2 separate regions of the Mus musculus genome follow, and region 2 is linked to region 1. Evidence: chromatin contacts called from public promoter capture Hi-C data. All regions are on one chromosome and are shown on one strand. Each heading gives the region's core, a stretch centred on a gene start, on an enhancer-like site or on the middle of the called end of the contact. The rest is flanking DNA. Distances are from core to core; before and after follow the strand shown.

Region 1 (2,779 bases), core at 186-2,685:
ACGTAGAGAAACCCTGTCTTCAAAACAGAACAAAAAAATGTGAAAATGTTTTATTAATCCACACAAATTTTGCTATATACTCTGTCTTTGTGGCAGTTTCAGGATTAGCTTATAATCAGAGCCATGTTTTCCTTCTGTCTGTTGAAGATTGGTATTTGTAGGGACTTGACTTTTCTGCTTTTATAGTGTAAAGGGGTTTTATTTTTTATTTTTTATTTATTTTATTTTATTTTATTTTATTTTATTTTTTAGTATTGACTATTGGACCTGGAGCCTTGTGATGTTTTTATACTGTAGAACAACAGTCTTTTACCATGTAGGCCGTGTGCTTCCACACTTGAGCGCCTCCTGCCTCTCTACCTGGTGCACGTTTGCCCCTCCACATTCTGCTTTACTGAGTGCTTCTTGACAGCAGCCAGAGCTTCATTTCCCTTGTAGATCAAGGGTGACTGTGGCTTGAAGATTACTTTCAGTTTAGACTTTTGAGTGACTGCTGTGTCTGAGAATGTGTGGGCTGCCTAGATGTTCCCCAAATGTCTGGACTCCATGATCTAGTGTGGAAGGGGCAAGAATAAAAGTTCTGTTGCTTATCTAAGACTGTGTGTGTACAATTTGTTGCTGTTGTAATTTAGCAAATAATACCCACCATTCCTAACTTTTGGAATGTTTTTATTTAGGTGAGACGTGGAATCCATTAAAATTGCATTATCAATTAAGAAACGTACGGGAACGATTAGCTAAAAACCTGGTAGAAAAGGGTGTACTGACGACAGAGAAACAGAACTTCCTCCTGTTTGACATGACGACACATCCTCTCACCAATAACAACATTAAGCAGCGTCTCATCAAGAAGGTACAAGAAGCTGTTCTTGACAAATGGGTAAATGACCCTCACCGAATGGACAAGCGCTTGCTGGCCCTCATTTACCTAGCCCATGCCTCGGATGTTTTGGAAAATGCGTTTGCTCCTCTTCTGGACGAGCAGTATGATCTAGCCACCAAGAGAGTACGGCAGCTCCTTGACTTAGACCCAGAAGTGGAGTGTCTGAAGGCCAACACCAACGAAGTTCTCTGGGCTGTGGTAGCTGCGTTTACCAAGTAACTGTCAGAATTCAATGTTTCCTTTTTCTCATGTGAACCAGTAGTTTTTCTTCTATTGACTCTGGTTTTCTGCAGTTTGTACTTTCCCACACTAATAATTGGCTTTTGTTCTACAAAATGGTGGGTGGATATTTCTTTTTGTATGTACGCAGGATTCTGCTGGTACGAGAGGCCTTCCTCTTTCTGTTTGTAACCAACCTTCTCGCCATATTGGCACCCTACCCCCTGTTGCCACTCTCACTGTTCCTGTTTTGGGTTTCTGGTGTACTGTGACCTTCAGAGTACCTCCAGCCCCCACCTCATGCACAGCGTTCTATTACCTCAGCTTGAGTCTCCCACATGTGCTTATTCACCTGGCCTTCTGCCTGCAGTTCAGACAAGTCACAGCCAGGCCTTCAACTCACCAAAGGCAAACATCTGTATCTATTAGGACGTTTTATACACAAACCTCAGTTGAGATGTATACTTAGCAAAATTATTTTTCAATTGAAACAGCACAGTAAATACATAATATAAAATGCCCCTTGAATTTTTGCTTCCTTTGTAAATCTGTTGTGTGATTACAGTTGTTATAATTTTAGCTGTTCAATCATAATGGTCCAATTGTTTCACAAAGCCAGTTTGGGATGGGCTGCATTCCACTAATGCTGTATATAGTTTGAATTATATATGAATCGCCCCTTCTTCTGGCCACCTCTGCCTCATTTTAGTATTGAATTGTGCATCTGGTGCCCCTCACTTGCTTCATTCATTGTTATCTGATGGCAAAATAGAGCTCTCATTATTGAAGGAGAGAGATGTGTGACCCTTTCAGGGCTCTTTATGAGCTATGCCCCTCATGATAGTCTACCTGTGCATCCCTTTTGGGACTTTTTTTTCCTCAACTTTTCCTGTTTTTTATGATTTGTGTAGGAAAGAGGCTTGTGACCAGTACTAATCTTGAGTACAGTTTTTTTGTTTTGTTTTTCCACTTTTCTGTCCTTAAGTAAATTAATGTCTGCTCTGATATATCGTTCATCTACTCATCTTCTCTTGAGAAAAGAAAATCAGATATCAGTCCTAGCAGATGTTGCATGTAAATTGGTAGCAAGTAACGACTACAACTCAAGACGATTAAGAATTTTGTAACAGAAAGCTCTGCTATGTTTTAATTTTTATATACAATTATGATATTAGCATACCATAAGACTACAAACATCTGCTTTTTAATGTTGATTTTATTCATTATCATTGTTTATTTACTATTCGTTTCATAATGTAAATACTATACATTGAACAAATTAAATGTCAAATTTTTATTATTATAGTTCATGTTAATAGTGGGGCTTTCAGGTGTCTAGAAACTTTTGGTTAACATTTGATGCAAAAATACTAGATGCGTATAACTTTAGAGTTGAATTTTAAGGGACTCCCTAATATGTATACTATCTTTTTATCTGGAGTAATAAATAAACTATGATCTTGAAAGTGCCTGAATCAGAGCAAGCATGCCATTTGATTTTTGTGCTCTCGTTCTCTTTGCTTTAGGTGAAGGTTATTTAGTATGGCACGGTAACATTTCAGCTGCAAGGCTTGGGAAACTGTCTTAAAAGAACCAGATAGGAAATACTTTAAACTTGGCATGCCACATATGGTGTTTGTTGCAGAAACTCAATTCTGCTGAATGAAAGCTGTCACT
Region 2 (2,779 bases), core at 92-2,591, 470 kb after region 1:
CTCCTCAAACTGTAATTCTCCTGCCTCAGCGTTCCAAGGGCTGGGATCACAGGGATCAGCCATCGCACCTGATCCCTATTTGGCTCTTTTAGTGGGTAGAAAAAAAAATGTTCTAAATAAAAATTTAAAAGGCAAGCAAACAAACAAAAAATGCAAATGTGAGTGTAGCAAAATCTCTTGTTTATCATCTGCTATATGTTGTATTTCAAATACATAAAATATGACTAAAAAAAAAGTCACATTACCCAAAGAGTGCTTCCTTATCAAACACAGTGTCTGCTGGCATGTTCACAGGGATAAGGAGGTCTGGGTGGGAGTCCAAATGTAAGAAACTTATATTACTGTCAGGAAGATGCTTCGAACCTATGGCCCGGTATATGAAAGGCAGAACCTGTAATACAGACACACACAGTGAGAACTGCACACTGTCAAGTGCAGACAAAACAAGAAACTGCACCAACCTGAAGTGCATCAAGTGGTCAAACATGGGAACATTAAAAAAAAAAAAAAAAAAAAAAAAAAAGCTTTACCATAGATGGTTTCTGATGATAATCTCCAACCACTCACTCTAGCATTAAACTGTGTTCCAGGTACTCTAAGTTTTAGGGCATTTTCTGTCCCTTTAGGATGGTGAAGTGGGACTAGATGACTTTTTCCTCCTACATGCTATACATCCAAGTTTACCAACAAATTAAAAAGCACAGAGTAACCCAAAGTTGGGTTTGTCTCAGAGATCTTCTTTCTTTCCTCCTTTAACTTTCTCCATCAGTAAATAACCCACTTTTCCTGGGGGAAGGGGTGTATCGCAGAGCTTCACTCTTGATCCCTTTTGTTTTATATCCAGAGACCCTCCAGGGGTCCTATAAACAAATCCAGACTTGCTAGGTCGTCTTCCAGAAGTCTACCCACTTTACGACTGCACTGCCATGTTGTACATTAATAAGCGCTGAAGGCTTTCCTCTTCATATGACACGAGCTACGATTATGGTCCCTCAGGTCCTGGCTAACCCTCTCGTTAAACCGTGGGATGATGACGTTGGTGGTGGTGGGGGACAGGCTGCAGCCAGCGTTAGGTGCTGGTCAAGCCTCTGCAGGCTGCTAGGGTTCGAATCCCTCCTGCCAGGGCTCCGTGGCTTGTGTCGCCCGCTCACCTCCTGGTGATCCTCCACCACCCACACCGGGAGCTTGGTGTAGCGCCTGAGTCGCGCGCGGTCGCCTCCGGTGTCACTCATGTCTCCGCGCGTCTCAGGGAGGCCGCGGGACACGCGGGAGAGGAGCCCGGCTGCCCGAAGCCGCGCGCCCCCAAGGCACGATCGCGGCGGAAACGCGCGCTCACCCGGTTGCGCTTCCGGATTGGAGGACGACACGGTGGAAGGGCGAGTGTGAGACCTGTAGACAATGTCGATTGGTCTATACGTCCGTCACTCTCGCTGATCCGCCAATCACGGTGCAAAAGGTGCTGCGACGCGCTCCGGAGAGTTTTCCCTCCCCAGGTCCGGATTTCTCCGGTTTGCCTTTTAATTCCCGGGGCTTCCTGTTCCGGAGGCGTGGGTGGCGCCTCAGCCGTGGAGGGTGTTATAGTAACCAGGCTGGGCTTTGATGGCGGCGACCCCGGGACTCTCTGTAGGTAGACGGGGGGCGCCTGATGGGTTTTCAGAGAACGAGTATCGACCTAAACGATCCTGGGAGTTGGGTCTGGGTGGCTTCGGGGCAGCTCTGCGGCCAGGGGGAAAAGAGCGACCCGGTACAGATCCCGTAGATAGGAAGCCTTTCATCTATTTGCGAAGCGCGAGCCGTGGTCCAGGCGCGGGGCCGCCCGGCTTGCGGGGGGAGGCGAGTCCCGGAGTCCCGTACTTAACCTCGCAGGCTGGCGGGAGATGCAAACCAGCCAACGTGCTCTTCATCCAGCAGGAGGCCGGGCTGCAGGTTGAACCTGGGGAAAGTGCGGGGTTTTCAGTGACTTAAAGGCACACCTTGCAAGTCTTGTGTGTCGTCGGTCCTGGACGAGTAAACTGTTCAGAATCGCGCCCTCGGTTTCCCTGCTTTCAAAGGGCATCCCAAGAATAGGTATTTCCCACTTGCATTAAATTCATTGATTTGAACTTCGCATCCATAGTACAGTGGTACAGTATCTAGCTTTTATTTTTGGAGGGGAGTGTGTGTTGAAACAGGGTTTCTCTGTGTAGCCCTGGCTGTCCTAGAACTCACCGTGTAGACCAGGCTGGCCTCGAACTCAGAAATCCGCCTGCCTCTGCCTCCCAAGTTCTGGGTTTAAAGGCGTGCGCCACCACTGCCAGGGCCTTTGTCTAGCTTCTCTAACGGAGTGTGCCGTTTTCTCACTGTGGAGAGGTGTTAATTCCCTGACTGTTGTCCACCTCTAGCTTCAGTAGAGTCCTTTTTATTCTCCAGGACTCTCTACATCCTTACTTTATTGTATTTATCACATCGCGTTTTTCTTTTTATAGTGTTCGGGACATCGTATTACTGTTGTTATTATATAAACATTTGTATATGGGTTTTGCGATCCTTGAACTCTGCAGGCTTGTGTGCCTTATAATCTTTGAGCCTACAGAGCTTGGGAAAGCGTCTCACGTGTGCTGGCTCAGTAAGTGATGGAATCGGTGAATGTATACCTCCCAGGTGGTTTTGAAAACGCGTATTTGTGGGGAGCGGTGGAAGGGAATTGTAGTGACTTAGAGGCATGCACAATGAGGGAGAGTCAAACTTGCCTGCGGTTTACTGTGTGCAGAGACTGTGAATCCTGCAGGAATGACTGAAT

The links. Promoter capture Hi-C pulls out the DNA fragments that hold promoters and counts their contacts.
Region 2: a contact with region 1 is called in a promoter capture Hi-C map of neutrophils, with 6 times the contacts expected there. The contact joins the promoter of 6030458C11Rik here to the enhancer-like site in region 1. A contact is called at or near these places in 18 of 39 promoter capture datasets (the 3T3-L1 cell line, 3T3-L1-derived adipocytes, the C10 cell line and 13 more), 26 of 115 datasets of contacts at active chromatin or transcription factors (the NIH/3T3 cell line, the SCID.adh cell line, T-cell acute lymphoblastic leukemia and 15 more) and 4 of 9 other capture datasets (adipose tissue, embryonic stem cells, liver and 1 more).

The regions. Positions count from the first base shown.
Region 1 is chr15:12,348,691-12,351,469 of GRCm38.p6, forward strand. It overlaps Golph3 (golgi phosphoprotein 3), which reads left to right. Exons shown (of 4, transcript NM_025673.2): 4 at 678-2,577. The coding sequence ends at 1,102. Among named protein-coding and RNA genes, the nearest start is that of Golph3, 29 kb to the left of the region's middle. Within about 2 kb of position 1,436, at least 13 of the 459 cell types and tissues checked have an H3K27ac peak or open chromatin away from gene starts, as enhancers often do. A contact at or near this core is called in hematopoietic stem and progenitor cells and neutrophils, where this site is marked.
Region 2 is chr15:12,823,316-12,826,094 of GRCm38.p6, forward strand. It overlaps 6030458C11Rik (RIKEN cDNA 6030458C11 gene), which reads right to left and starts at 1,342. Exons shown (of 9, transcript NM_029998.3): 1 at 1,152-1,342; 2 at 246-391. The coding sequence starts at 1,232. It overlaps Drosha (drosha, ribonuclease type III), which reads left to right and starts at 1,500. Exons shown (of 35, transcript NM_026799.3): 1 at 1,500-1,623; 2 at 2,750-2,779.